Regions from separate parts of the Mus musculus genome. Here region 1 is linked to region 2. A link is a contact called in public Hi-C data. All regions are on one chromosome and are shown on one strand. Each heading gives the region's core, a stretch centred on a gene start, on an enhancer-like site or on the middle of the called end of the contact. The rest is flanking DNA. Distances are from core to core; before and after follow the strand shown. Region 1 overlaps A930006I01Rik (RIKEN cDNA A930006I01 gene). Region 2 overlaps Pdhx (pyruvate dehydrogenase complex, component X).

Region 1 (7,739 bases), core at 3,831-6,330, 330 kb before region 2:
ATTTCTGTCTGTCAAATGAGGGAGATTGGAAGCCAGATGAAATGAAGTGGAAGGGACAGAGGGAAGGCCAAACAGAAGTTAAGGCTCAGAGGTAGGAATGGGATTTGCCTAAGGGAGGAGCTGAAAGACCAGAGTGGCAGCCCTAAGAAAAAGAAGGCCCATGGCTGTACAGAGACCAACCAGGGAGCATCTTGTAAAGTATTGTGTGTTCTCTAAATGAACCTGCCGATTATCTTGGTGGAGGAGCTGAAGGGTTTGCAAACAATTAGGGGGTGTGTGGTAAGATACATTTTGTAAGAATTCATTGTTGTTCAGACTCTGATGGAGGGCATGCCATTGGAAGAGCTCAGAGAAAATGGCTCTCCAAACAGCCATGAGAGGGGATACTGCATAAAACAAGGATGCCAGTGGAGAGTGCAGAGGGAAGGGAAGGATTCAGGAGGCAGTGAGCAAGAGCTGTGTTCAAGGCCATGCAGATCAGAGCTCGGTTCTGAACAGAGCCACTGTTCTTCCTGCCTAGTAACTTGTTATCATTGTGACCAAAATACTTGAGAAAACAACTTAAGGAGGTGAAAGGTTGTTGTCAGTCCATGGTCACTTGGTTCCATGTGCTTGGGAAGAGCACTATGGCAGGGGGAATCTTCATGGCAGACAAGAAGAGGAAAACAAATCAGAAAAGGGTCGGGACTATGTATGTGTATACTTACATACATATGTATATATGTGTACACACATACATATATACATACATACACGCATTATATAAAATATAGTAAATATATAATATGTATGTATATGTACACACACACACACACCTGTACCTAGTGACCTACCTTCTACTAGGGACCACCCGCTAAACTTTTGAACCATCCTTAAGCTATGCCACCAGGTGGGGACTTGTATTCAGAACATAAAACTGAGGGTGGCACTTTTCAAATTCAAACTCTAACATGCTTCTCTCTGACCAAGAATGGACTGAGCATTTGTAGTTTTCCGTGTATTGTTTGGGGATGATGAGTTATATACAAATGTCCCTTGCCTGGAAGAGTCTCCATATTATGTTGTGTAGTGTGTCACTCACTGAGTGAGTAAGACCCAAACACAGTTACTGCCTTTAATAGCACACAGCCTGACAACCTCAGCTGCAATGCAAACAGGGTCCCAAACCAAAGGGAAGTACAGGGAAGTTCTAGAATTGTACACAAGTCTCATAGTCACAGTTACAGGACTGTCCTTGACTTGTTGGATATACTAAAAGCAGCAAGATGTTTGATTGTCCCCAAACTAGGATATGGATTTCTAAGGAGACAAAACCACTTTTAGAGTGGCCCAATTCTCTGTTGCTACCAGAAATTGTAGTCTTCAGGAACAAGTGAAACTTGTTTTGACATTTGAAACTGGATTTATATTTTATTAAAATTTAGATATTGTGCCAAATCATTTAACTTCATGGATTATCAGTCAATGTTTAAAAACCTTTATGTAGTCAGAACACAGACATGTTGCCTGGATTTCCTATGTCACATTTGTTAGAACATGATTTGAAAAGAGGACTTGTCTCTCAGAAGCAGTCGGTAAGCACTTGATGTGGGCCTCTGCTTTTCAGTTTGAAAAGAGAGTATAGGCACTGAAGACCCCATTCATGGCTCTTGACTGGGGTTCCCCTGAGGATGACCCTGGAACCCAGATGCAAGTATTTGTGACCTTTCCAAAACTGTCAAGTAGACAGGACAGGGACCAAAGAATGAAAAAAGAGTGTTGCGGTGACACAGAGTTGTTCTTTAAAGACAAAACCTTCTATTTCCTGGTCTTAGAGTGGTTGTAACTGCATGAAGAAAGCAAGTCCCATTCAGAAATATGTGGCTAGGCCTTGGCTGATGGACAGAAAGTGTAAAGACAACTTGCAGATGGCACTGAGAGACACAATCCTCTTTACTATAACTCCTCTAGAGTTGACTCAATACTTTTGCTGGCTTTTGCCCTGTTGGGATCTTTAGGTCCATGAGTAGTCAATGTGTTACTGTAGATTGTGAATGCATACACTTTTTCGTTGTTGTTTTTAAGAGTGTGATCCAAATCCTCCTTTCTGTTACTAAGTAGGAAGCAACTGAGAGAACAAAGCTCTCTACAGTGTCAATGATGCGAGTAACTTCTTTGCTGACCTAAAGGGAAGTTTTCAAAGACCACGAGGCTATTTCCCCAGGTTTTGGTGGATTAGCCACAAATACACATTGGAATTTAGACAGCAGTATTTATATTTCTCCACCACTTAAAAATAATTCTAAAATAAAGCTCAGTAAACTATAGTCTGGGGCCAATATCTGAACTCCCCCTGTTTTTGTAAGTAAAGACCCCATACAGGTGTAAACCCAAATATTAGTGTCCAGCCCCTTATTGGAAAAGGATTGTTAACCCAGGGCCTGTTTGTATTTTAGTAATGAATTATCATTCACCTAAAGGGATTAGACTGAATTACCCAATAACATGGCAGGTGTGAGGGGGCAGGTCTTTAGAATTCTTATTCTCCCCTAATGAGGGTTCTCTTCTCCAAGGCAAACCCAGCCCACCCTTGCAAGCGATGTTCCTCATTTCTTCTGAAAAGCTCCCCATTTCCCCTCTCCTTTTAGTTTCTCCTTCCTGTTCACTTAGAGGTGGGACTGGGGCACATGGCAGGAGCTTAGAACTGTCAGCTTCTAACTCCTGTGGACTTGGCCGATACCTGAGCACACCTGGTGCCTCATCGAGGCCAGGTGTTCCGGGTTCCTGGTTGGCTCTGCTGCCTGGCACCATGGAGGGTGGGGAAGGGCAGAACGGCCAATGTGATGATGTCCTGGTCATTGGGAAATCTCGTGTTGGAGAGGAGGCAAGGGTGGAGGGCACACCTATAGATCGGCTTGTGCTGGAGTTGGGGAGTAGAGAGAGATAGAGAGAAGCCCCTGGGCTCATGGGAAGTCTTGGCCATGGAGCACTGAGTAAGAACTGCTGACTGAAAGGGCAGAAGGAGGCAGTTGGGTCAGGCTCGGAACAGGTGCTGTAGATGAATGAACCAGGCTGAGGTCAAAGGTCTTGTTACGATCCCCCATGTACCTCCTGTACTCCAGTCCTGGCATAAACGATAGGTTATTGCGTGTAATGAACAAAATCCATGTTTTTAGTCCCTGAAATTTCTAGTGAGAGAAGGTGGCAGTCTGGATGGTAGGGTAACATAGTAGGTGGCCCAGATCACAGAGCAGGACAGGAGCCTCTTGCAAGGTCTGAGCAAGGGTGTGTTTTGCTCTGAGTTACATCTTCCAAATATGGCTCTAGCTGCCATACGGGAGACCAGGTCAGAGGCTATTGGAATCGTCTGCAGGAGGGTAGCTGGGAAGAAGCATATTCTAAATTTGCTACGGAGGCAGGCAAGCTTCTCAGAGGCTGGCCTTGGGTGGGATGGAAGAACTCAGGGATGAATCCAGTGTAGTGATTTGGAGTATGGGAGGAAGAGGGTAGAATTACCATTTACTGGGATGGGAAAACTTGTGAACCAGTTGGTCAGTCATGAGTTTGGGTGTGGACATGCCAACTGTCACGTTGCAGATGCTCAGGAGAAGCCGTTGTGAGCGTGGTGTATAGGGGGAGAGGTGGGCTGTGGGTCTCCATTTGGGAATCATCAGCCTAGAGATGGTACTTAGACGCTGAATTGTTTCTTCACAGAGGGAGGGTGGATGCAGAAGAGTAGAGCATGAGAGTACAGGTTTCAGGTCATGATGTTCAGAGGGTGGGGCATCAGGAGGACAGCTGGTATTTATAAACACTAGAACGAGAATATGAGAATCGATATCAGGACATTTACCAAAGCACTATCTGGTAGGGGGTGACAGAACAAGTCCACAGAAAGCTCTCCCAACGGTACAACAGATCCAGGCTGGTGGCCCCATCACCGCCAAGCAAGGGTGATGCTGTGCCCTGCTGTGCTGCTCTCTCAAAAAATGTGAGCGTTGTCTCTAAGCCAATTGTAAATGATGGCCAGGGTCATAGGGTTTTCTAACATGCTGGGCAGTCAGGCAAACAGCTGTAGGAGTGGTTGCAGGGAGACTGGGGGGCTGTAGGTGACAGGCAGGGATAACTCGGGGTGACAGACTCTCTAGCTGCTCCCCAGAAGCCATAGTTATGGGAGAAGCCATAGTTTCCTCAGAAGCACTTGGCACGTTGTCCGGACAGCAAGAGAAGCCAGTGCTGCCATTGATAGCTGTGTGACTTCAGGAAAATTGCTCAATGTCTCCCAAGCTCTATTTCCTCGTCGCTCATGACTAATAATTCCGTCCATGGGGGTATTTGTAAAGATTAAAGAATGTTAAGTACATTAATGCGTGTAGTGAACTGCAAAGCTATATGCAAATACAAGCGTTGGAACTAAGGAGGTCTGTGATTCCTGGCTCCATTTACACAAGAATGGATTGTCACACTTTGCATAAGTGATGGGTTTTCCTTTCTGAAGTTACTTCTTTGAGATCCCTAATCCTTACCATTGGGAGAAAGACTGGGGTTAGGAGAGAGGAGAAGGGTAACACAGGAGGTGAATGACCAAAGCACATTAATACATGTTTGAAAACATCTTAATGACACCCATTATTTTGTACAATGAGTTAGGCTGGTGGGGGGGAGACAAAATCGATATTTTAGAGAAAAAAAAAAGCTTCACAAACTGAAAGTGTCTTCCATTATTTGCTTTAGAGTTAAAGCATGAGCCACCATCCTTGGACTGGGAACACAAGAAAGACATTTCACTTCCCCCATCAATGATTTCTCTCTCCCTCCGGTTCCTTATCTGCCTCCTCCTTATCTCAGAAAAGCCTTTAGCCGGTTGCCAGGAGAGATGGCTGATCTTTCTCTTCTGCCTCCCGCAATGCTGATAAAAAGCAGGAGGGGGCACAAGGGATGGAAACAATTCTGGTCCTGCCAGCCTCAGTCCAAGGAGCATTTTAGGCCAGGGGATGGGGTTCCCCTGCTGGGGGCGGGGAGATCAGTAGGTCTGTGTGTTCCAGTCTCGACAGTCCAAAACCCTCTCTTGACATTGGGAAAGTCAGTGAGTTGGATTCAAGCTTTAGGGACTCTTTGGCTGCAGTCTGGTTACTTCTGCATGCAGCCACTAGATGGCAATGTCTTCCTAACCCTAAAGCAAGGTTTTGCTTTGGAAAAATGCCAAGTTTTAACACAGACAAACCACACACACACACACACACAGACACACAGACACACAGACACACAGACACACACAGACACACACACACACACACACACAGACACACAGACACACAGACACACACACACACACACACACACAGAGACACACACACACACACACACACACACACACACACACACACTTGTTCTCCCCTAAAGTGCAAAATAATATCCATATCAATAGGGAAGCAAAGAACGTTCTTTCTGAAAACTCTGGGTAAGTTAGTGATGCAGACAGACAGGGCACCTGCTGGAAGGAGGCATATTTGTGAGGACTGAGGTCTTCATTGAAGATGTCTTCAGTGGCTGCAGACAGTGTCATCAGGGAGCTATGGGAACTGTTGGGTATTAGGAAGCTGCAGAGGTCATGGAGATGTGCCCTAGATGGAAGGTTTGTGTGAAGAACCCTGCAAAACTCTGGCCCATGCCAAGTGCCGCCTGGCCTTGCAGAAGTTGGCCTTGCAGACACATGCCCAGGGCTGGCTGTTAAGACTGTCCTGGCAGAATCAAGGACCTCCTTTGCAGGCAAGGAATTCAGAGAGAGACAGTGCGATGGGAGCCTTCTCTTGTAGATGGGGAAACTGAGGTCAGAGCAAGGAAGGTCTCTGGAGTCTGTCTTCTTGCTAAGTTTCTTTGCATGTAAACAGCCCAATTGACTTTAAATGGCTTTTCCCAATGTCTCATGCTCTTTGATGAGCTAGCATAGCTTCTTAAGCTTCCTGGCTCCAGCTTGCCAAGCGCCAGTGTCTATGCAAACCCGGGCATGCTGCAGTGGTTGAGGTTCCAATAGCAGATGAATATGTTCAAAGCCATCCAGCAGCCAAGTGATCCGGTAGAGGAGAAAAGTCATTCCAAGTAATCGCTTATTAACTCGCCAAGCAATCTCACATCTCACCGTAGATGCTTTGCAGCTAATAATGATAATAATAAGTACTTATTTAGTGCTTCTTGTAGATCAGTCTCCATTTTAATCAGTTAGTATCATAGAGCCACATTATTCCAACAACACCATGAAATAGATCCTACTGCCATTTTTTTGAGTCAGGAGCTGTCTGTCTATACAGCTCAGGCTGTCCTGGAACACAGGAGAAATGCCCCCCCCCCCCCCCGCCTCAGTTTCCACAGTGCTTGGATTACCGATATCTGCTGACAAATTTGGTTCAGTTATTACTCTGTCTGTGTTACAGGTCCAATAGGGTAAATCAGAGAAGGTAAATAACTCGCCTACGGTTACACAGCTGGAAGGCACAGAGCCAACATCACACCCTGCTTTGCCTAACTCCAGAGCAGATCTTTTAGCATTCCTGCCATGAAGTTGCTTATGACACTTTCTCCCATGTGTAGGCTCTGACAGAGGCACTTGTCAGAGTTTCGGACCAGAGCACCAGTCAGCATCTTATCATTTTCCGATTGTGACATGGTGGCCCAGGGGTGGTGAGCAGGCTCAGGGCTTGGAGACTTGGTGGCTTCCAAGTCACACCTACAGGCTACTCAGAACGTGAACGTGTGGGACGAAAGAGTTGCTTGTAGACAGAGGCCAGCACCAACAGGCAAGACACTGCTGGATCTGTTTGGGGGCAAGCACAGGAGGAGTGGGTATCTCAGGGGACAAAAGGACAATAGCACAAAGAGGTAGTCTGTGTATAAAGGGCCACCCTGTTCTGGGGTCTGAGTGTCACCTTGATACAAAAGGACTTAGCATGTGGCAGTAAGGACTGACTACTCCATCTCCATCTTGTGGGAGACAGTGTCTCAAATGAAGAAATAGATGCCATGGGCTAGGCGTGTAACATGGTGGAAGGGTTCTTGCTTAGCATGTGTGAAGGTCTGGGGTCCCTTGGCACTAGAAACAAAAACAGAAACGAGGAACACAGAGGCCAGATTAAAAATGGGCTTCAAAAATCCAGGTTCCTGTTTTACCACAAAAGGCTATGACATTGAAGTGGAAGCATGTGAGATGCAGATGACTAGTCACCGGCTGCCAGTGCCGAAGTTACTGGTACACAAGTAGTACCGAGATTTCCAGTCCGACAGACTGGATTCCCAGATCCACGCCACCCTCTTTTACATTATGACCCTTGGGCAAACTATCTAGTGTCTACTGAGTCTCTATTTCCTCATATTTAAAAGAGGGAAAATTCAATATCTGCCCCAACGTTGCTGAGAGCACTAAACAGATGAAGTACACAACGTACCTGGTTGGCCACACTGTCTGGCTGCCGTGCCTAATAAACAGTAATGGGGATGATGAGGACGGTTGCTATACAGGCCCACCCTGGAAGTCTTGTTATACAAGTCTGGCAACCCGAGTTCAATCCCCAGGACCCACGTAAAAAAAGTGTCCACAAAAATGTCCTCTGATCTCTACAATTGTGTCATGGCACATCATATACCCTTATCTTATCTATGGATGAACACACACACACACACACACACAGAGTAGTAAAAAAATAAATATATATATATATATTTAAAGGGACCAGAAATAGAAGAGAATAAAAGAAGGAAACTCCCTA
Region 2 (7,089 bases), core at 4,551-7,050:
TCTTTGCCTCTGCTCGCCTGCTGATGTTTTAATGGACAGAAACTCTGCAAATGAATTTCTTTGTGCCTGAGTTTTTCCTCCTGGTTGGTGATATCTGTCCTCTGTCAGGAGCTCTGGCCTCTCCTGTGAAGCTCTTCGGGGTTGTCATGGGAGGCAGTGCCGTTCTCTTTTTCTAAAATAGGTTGCCATGTGCTGTAATTAGAAATCCTGGATCTTTCCTTCCCATAAAAACCATGAAATCAGCCCAGGACAGTACTGGAAGGTTTCTCCCCATAGCAAGGGGAAGGTGACATGGCTGTCTCACTCAGCTTCCGTGCCAAGGTTTACATTGTGTCTGGCCCTTGCTCAGTGAGCACTGAAACCCAGCTGTCAGATGTTTGTAAGGAGCCCTTCCAGCTTTGTTCACACTCAGGATTAGCTTTTCTGGCTCCACATAGTGCAACAAATTGTAGAGTCCACTTGTTTTCACACAGAGACACACAGCTTATGCTTCACTTAGATTTTGATTGGGATTCTGCATTCAGTTTGGCAACTCGGCTGTTGTTAAATGTTTCTGAGGGCTTCGGCTTCTTTCATTTGTTTTATACCTTCATAGCAGTCATAGATTTTCTTTAATTCTCCTACCTAGTATCTGTCTTTTGGCATTATGCTAAATGATACTATTTTCAGGTTTCATAGTTAAATGTTAATAAATAAAATATAATTATCTTAACCTTTTACCTGGCAACATAAGTTCACTTACTGAGTTTCTGTGCAGAACAGTAGTATTTCATCATGAGTTCATCTGTAAACCCTAAGAGCTGCATTTCTGTCCTCACTAGTCACGCCTTCCATTTCCTTTCTGGCCATATGTCACTGACGAGGACCTCCAGTTGAGTACTCCCTGTTTGATAATAGTTAGGATATTTATATATGTATGTGTGCTGACAGACATGTTCTTTGGCCTTTGAGTGGCATAGCATAAGGTTCAGTAATAAAGTCCGTATACCTAATTCGGACCACGCCGCCTTCAGCAGTGTTTTTCTCTCCCCTCTAGTATTTCCAACTTGGGGATGTTTGGCATCGATGAGTTCGCTGCAGTGATTAACCCGCCTCAGGCCTGTATCTTGGCCGTTGGGAGATTCCGCCCCGTGCTGAAGCTGACGGAGGATGAAGAGGGGAACCCTCAACTGCAGCAGCACCAGCTTATAACGGTCACAATGTCAAGTGACAGCCGAGTGGTTGATGATGAACTAGCTACCAGGTTTCTTGAAACTTTCAAAGCAAACCTAGAGAATCCCATGCGACTTGGGTAGCCTTCAGAGACCAGGCGCTTGATTGGGTGTTCAGTATGGAGTAGATGAAGTGCGTATTTATTTAAGGCGAAAGCTTTGACCTGAGCTGTCTTCCTCTCCCCTGTACATGTACTGTAGAAATGTGTGATGACAAACGGACTAATAAAGAACATTTGGTTGGTCAGATCCACTTTTAACCTCTGGTGCTGTACAGAAGGCATTAAACTAATGTAAACTACATCCTATGTTTGGTTCATTTGAAATTTTGGAATAATTGTGAATGTATGATATTGTAAAATTAAAAAAATATATAGAACTGTCCCTTAATCATATTGACGTTATAACTGGGCTTCAAAGAGATGTCTGTCTATATTGGGGCCTCTCATTTTTTATAAGCTCTTGATATACTTGAACAATTTAATATGTACAGTTAGTTTGCTCTGGATTAGTATATAAGTACATTTTATTAGGGGTTGTGACAACATTATTAAACTTTTGTGTATATAAAGCCAGGTGTCTTAGCTAGATATATTTCCAGTCTTTTAACTTTGACACTGTGAAGCTCTAAGGATACAATAGGAATGAAGACAGAGGAAGAAAAACTAAAGAGTCGTTTGTTCAGAGACCTGACCTTATAAAGTTGGGGGAGCAGCTGGGTTTGTACCTATAACCTCAGCCTTTGAGAGAGATTGAGAAAGGAGGCCCGCTTTGAGGCTAGCTGGGCTACGCGGTGAGGCCCTGTCTCACAGAGGCAGGGAGAGTGTTTTACTGGAAAAGCTGCAGTTGATCTCAAATTGAGCAGCGAGCTTTCATGCTCAGTTGGAATCTAATGAAATAAATTCTCTTAGCATACATTGTAAATTTGTATTGTTTTAAATACAGTATTGTTTGCTGAAGCATTGTAATCAAGTTTGTATTGTACAGTCAAATGTAAGAAAATAAAAAAATTCTAGTCTACTTTGATATGACATGCAAAATAGAAGAGTGGCAAACAAGCTCACCATGGTGGTTTGCGCCTATAATCTTAGTACTTGGAAGACTAAGGCAGGGTTCCCATGAGTTCAAGACTAGCCAGAGCTACAGAGTGAGATCCTGTTTCACAAGAGAGGAGACCTAGGAAGGAGAACAGATGGGAAGTAGTGCTCATCTACTCCATCAGCTGAGCCAAATTGTCCCTCATTATCAGTAACATTAGAACTGCTTCTTTCTGTTGGCAGCTCTGGCAAGATAACGATATTTAAATGAGATGGTAATGAATGGTAATTTAATTCACCAGTTGCAGAAAGTTTCTCCTTAGTGTCAGTTGACATAAATCACCAGAAAAAAGACTCCATGGTACAAGTTGTATTGAGTATGACATGATGAACTATAGCCCTAACAAAGGAGCCTTCAGAAATAATTAGTGCCCCAGTATATCTCTTGTTAAGAAAAATATTTAATTCAGTTATTCGGTTTTAACAAGCCATTTTAAAATGGACTCTTCAAACTTTTGTCAGATTAACTTAAAATTATTACCAAGCACCGTTTTCAAAATAGCTTTTACACTTGCACTACTTTCAAGTTCAGTGTGGCTGAAATGTTTTTAATACTGTGTGAGTGTGTGTTGTGTGGATGTGGATATAGACACATGTTCCCAGGTGTGTAAGGCAGAAAACAACCTTGGATTCTTGCTTTCCACCTTGTTTGATGTATGATCTCTTGCTCACTGCTGTGTACACCAGGCTAGCTCCTGGTAATTGTCTTGTCTCTGCCTCCATCTGCCTGTAAGAACAGGTAGGGTCATGGTGTCTGTCTTTCAGGGTGTTAGGTTTGCATGACGAGTGCTTTTACCCACTGAACCCTCTCCTCAGCCCCCTTTTCTAATTTTGACATCTGAGGACTTGAACATGAGACAGCCATAAGTAGCTCTTTGCTTGCGCTCTGTCTTCTGTGGGCCGGTATCACTAGCAATAATGCCTCCATTTCCTGTAGCTACAAAGGAGGTTGGTCCCCATCCAGCTTGGACAGAGGCACTGTTTATCTGAAGCCATTTATTTCAGTTCGTGGGCAACACAAACCTAGTTGCCTCCCTCTCATGGTTTCTGTGATAGTTAATAAGCAGTGTAGAAGCTTTCCCCGTTTGATCAAAAATAATTCCTCTAGCATCTCTAGCAATTAGATTCCTGTAAGCAAATTGTCATTTATGGAAATAATCCTATTGCAGCATGAGGTCAAGGAATGATCTTGATTTGAAGGAGTGTGGATACATGGTGTGAGCCATGTGTGCATCAGCAAGACTGTCCACCACCACACTCTGTTTATAACAGGCAAATATACTGAGACAAGGAAAACAACCTAAGCATGAATTATGAGGGAAAAGCATCATTCATCTTAGTGTTTAACCATTAGTCATGGAAGTATTAATGAACAGTTACCTCTGTTAGTCAGAATGGGCTGGTTTCTTTAACTACACTTCCTACTTAGTAGCTAAAAATGAGTTTGTCCACTATTTTCTGTCACATTAAAAATGTCTGGGTGCTGCTGACCAGACTTGAATGAAACATTGCCAAGTAATTTATAAATACTGTTAAGAGTGTTCACATAATATCGAATGGAACTTTTTCTTTTTCTTTTGTTTTTTACTTATTTGCACTCTGAACCTACCTTTACCAGTAATTGTTTAAGCAAAACATAAGTTCTGGAAAAGAAGCCTTGTTTCCCTACTTTGAAAGGTAGGTGGTGCTATGAGTTAATATATTGTCATCCAAATAGAGAAACTGCATGGCTTTCGGTCTCAGCTTTCAAAGACATTCTGTTCTCATGACAAGGTTGTGTCATGATGGACGCGGGCTCCCTTCGCAAAGTGAAGAAATGAACTTATGCAGATTAAAAATTACACTTGAAACAAGTGCTATGAATGGGAAGCACTGGATTTTTAGAAGGGAGTAACAATACAGAAAGACTTTAAAATTAATCTGGCCATGATTCCAAGTGGGTTACAACAAAGGATGTGGGGCAGCAGGAAACAGCTGCAGGGTTTATACTAACTGAAGTATGACTGACTCTGGATCGCCATTACCTCAGGGCTTTTAATGAAGAAGGACAAGGAAGTGTGTCCTCCATGCCAGGCTGCTGTATGTGTGTTGTGAATGCAAGGTAGGCGTGTGCTTTCGAGACAGCGCCATAAGATGAGTGGAATTCCCTCCAGGACAGTTTCTGGAGGCTCACTATTGCCACTTGAAGAGGAGTGAGGTGCTTATATGTGATACAGCAAGTAGCATGGTTTCAGGACACATCTAAACTTGTAAATAAAAGAGTGATCGTCTCATAAAGACATTTTGAATAGTTCTGCATGGTTATTTGCCTTTCTGGCATCTGCATTGGTTTTGGAAGGAGGCAATTGGAACAAAGTAGTTTATCTTCTAAGTTATAGAACAATGAGGAGCCTCTTTAATTAAAAATAGTTTAGATAAACATATTTGGTGCCCACAGAGGCCAGAAAAGGCCATTGGATTGCCTGGAACTGGAGTTTCGGGCACTTGTGAGCAGCCATGTGAGTGCTGAGAACTGATCTTGGGACCTTTGCAAGAGCAGCTAACCACTGAACCATTTCTTAAGCACCCTTAATTGAAATTTGCTAAAGTCGTTTGCAGATGAACTTTGGAAAGTTACTGTTAGTTTGTGTCTTTGATCATATAGTTTATTTTCACAAATTAGAAGTCACTTCCCTGATTTTCCAACTCTGAGCCACCTTTTTCTTTCTGAGAAAGTGAGTATTGTCAATGCTCCTTGATTTAAACTATACCACCAAGGACATAAGTTTAAGGGAAATATAGGTTTCTGTTAAAAGTTGAGAGAACATTAGGACGATCAGTCAAGATTTTCTCATCTAAATGTATTTAAATTTTTTTCTTTATGAGATTCATAGTTATTCTTGTCACAGACAAGTAGATCTTTAAAGATTTGTCTGTTGTGGCCAAATGAGATACACATTAGTCAAGCCTTTATAAAGCATAAACTGGACACAAGGTTAAGTTTTTATGTGTATGTTACACTTAAACTTTGTATAGGGTCTCAATGTATGTAGCCCTGGTTATCCAGGAACTCCCTTTGTAGACCAGGCAGACCTCAAACTCAGATCTACCTACCTCTGCCTCCCTAGTGCTGGGATTAAAGGTGTGCACCACCACCTCTTGGCCCCACTTACTTTCTATCCGTGGCCCCTCAGTCCGCTTGGCAGAGAATACTACTTATCAGGAAGCTACAGGATAGAGCTTGGTAGATGATCACCCCTCCCAGTGCCTTAGCTTCTGCTCTGTGGGAACATCCTTTTCTAAGAATTCATTTAATCTGCATGCTTGCTCATCAGGAGGAGTATTTTCTGCCTAGTGTCAGCCTAGTTTAAAATTACTAGGCTTTTGGCAGTAAGCTTATCCTGTGTCTTAATAATTCTTATCTATGGAGGAGGGGAAAGATCCTCTGTGTGGCAACTGCTTATCTTACATCATCTCTTCAGTTCTGTGTGGGAGGTGTATCTTGCTTTATAGCAGCCCTCCTTTATAGTCTTAGATAACGTGTACAGACTCAGAGACTACATGAACTGAGCTAAGCTCTAAGAGCTGCATCTGGGATTGAGCCTATATCCATGTGGTACAAAGCTTTAACAACATTACACACAACATTCTCAGGTGGACATTGGCTGAGCTCGTTCTACTGAAGTTCTTCAGCGATGTCACTTCATGTACAGTGAGACCTATAAAAAGTTTAAGTACAACATACAAATAAAAACATGTACACTTGGCTCGTATTTTCTTTGTAGTTCCTTTCTGTGTCCTGGTTAGATTGCACATGAGGTACTGAGGGATTTTTGGTTTGTTTCCATTAAAAATACATCTGTGAAGTACTAAAATCAAGAGTCATGACTTACATATAACTCCCAGTGACAGCCTTAATAAAACTGAAGCGTAAAACATTTAAGGAGGTAGTTCTTAATCTTCCTAATGCTGCGACATTTTATTAGGTTGTGACCAACCCCCAACCATGAAGTTACTTCATTGCTATTTAATAACTTTACTCCTGCTACTGTTATGAATCATAATATAAATATCTGATATGCATGATATCTGAATTGTGATCCCCAAAGGATCTATGACCCACAGTTTGAGAACCATTGATTTAGGGCTTGGTGCCTCTAGGAATAAAATATATCGATAAGCCGATGGTACTTGTGTGTGGTCCCAGCTGCAGAGGAACAGATGCGGGAAGATCACTGGAGTGCACATATTAGAGACCATCCTGGACAACAAGAGGAGAGTAACAGCAAACAAACTCATCCAGACAGAATAGCATGCAGCATTCGGGAAGAGGTGGCAAGAGGATCATGACTTGCAGGCCAATCTGGGTCTCACAGTAGGTACCATCCTGTTCTGTCTCCAGAAGGAAAAGTAATTAAAACATAAATTTAATAAAGAGCATTTTAGTTTTGAATTCTGCTCCATGTTCAGAACTCAAAAATAGTTACCTTAGTTTCAATCCCAGTTGCTCCTGTCTTCTATATGAATAACTACATTAGCCTCCAATCTTAGTCAAGGGCTAATAGCAGATTACAGAGTTCATTGACTTACCCAGACCAGATATATGCATAGCCACCAAATAAGTAAGCAGTCCTCCAGGACACAGGTGAGGGCAGGAGGCCTGGAGCACATGGTGTGTGTATTGGGCAGAGCATTAGTGGGTGATTACCAGGCCAAGTGAGGGTTGCCTTCCAGGGCTTTGCAGAACCAGCATCACTTTCTCTACTAATGAGTCATGCAGCAGCTGGACTCTGCAGTCATCT

Evidence for each region. A called contact is a pair of places that touch in the nucleus more often than the background predicts.
Region 1: a contact with region 2 is called in a Hi-C map of the G1E-ER4 cell line, with 5 times the contacts expected there. The contact joins two enhancer-like sites. A contact is called at or near these places in 1 of 39 promoter capture datasets (the 3T3-L1 cell line), 26 of 484 Hi-C or Micro-C datasets (3T3-L1-derived adipocytes, the AML12 cell line, the G1E-ER4 cell line and 19 more), 3 of 115 datasets of contacts at active chromatin or transcription factors (astrocytes, cardiomyocytes and pancreatic cancer cells) and 1 of 9 other capture datasets (embryonic stem cells).

The regions. Positions count from the first base shown.
Region 1 is chr2:103,344,887-103,352,625 of GRCm38.p6, reverse strand. The region is part of intron 1 of A930006I01Rik (RIKEN cDNA A930006I01 gene); the gene reads left to right. Among named protein-coding and RNA genes, the nearest start is that of A930006I01Rik, 24 kb to the left of the region's middle. Within about 2 kb of position 5,080, at least 34 of the 459 cell types and tissues checked have an H3K27ac peak or open chromatin away from gene starts, as enhancers often do. A contact at or near this core is called in the G1E-ER4 cell line and pancreatic cancer cells, where this site is marked.
Region 2 is chr2:103,016,217-103,023,305 of GRCm38.p6, reverse strand. Pdhx (pyruvate dehydrogenase complex, component X) reads left to right here. Exons shown (of 11, transcript NM_175094.5): 11 at 1,037-2,251. The coding sequence ends at 1,295. Among named protein-coding and RNA genes, the nearest start is that of Pdhx, 54 kb to the left of the region's middle. Within about 2 kb of position 5,800, at least 18 of the 459 cell types and tissues checked have an H3K27ac peak or open chromatin away from gene starts, as enhancers often do. A contact at or near this core is called in the G1E-ER4 cell line and pancreatic cancer cells, where this site is marked.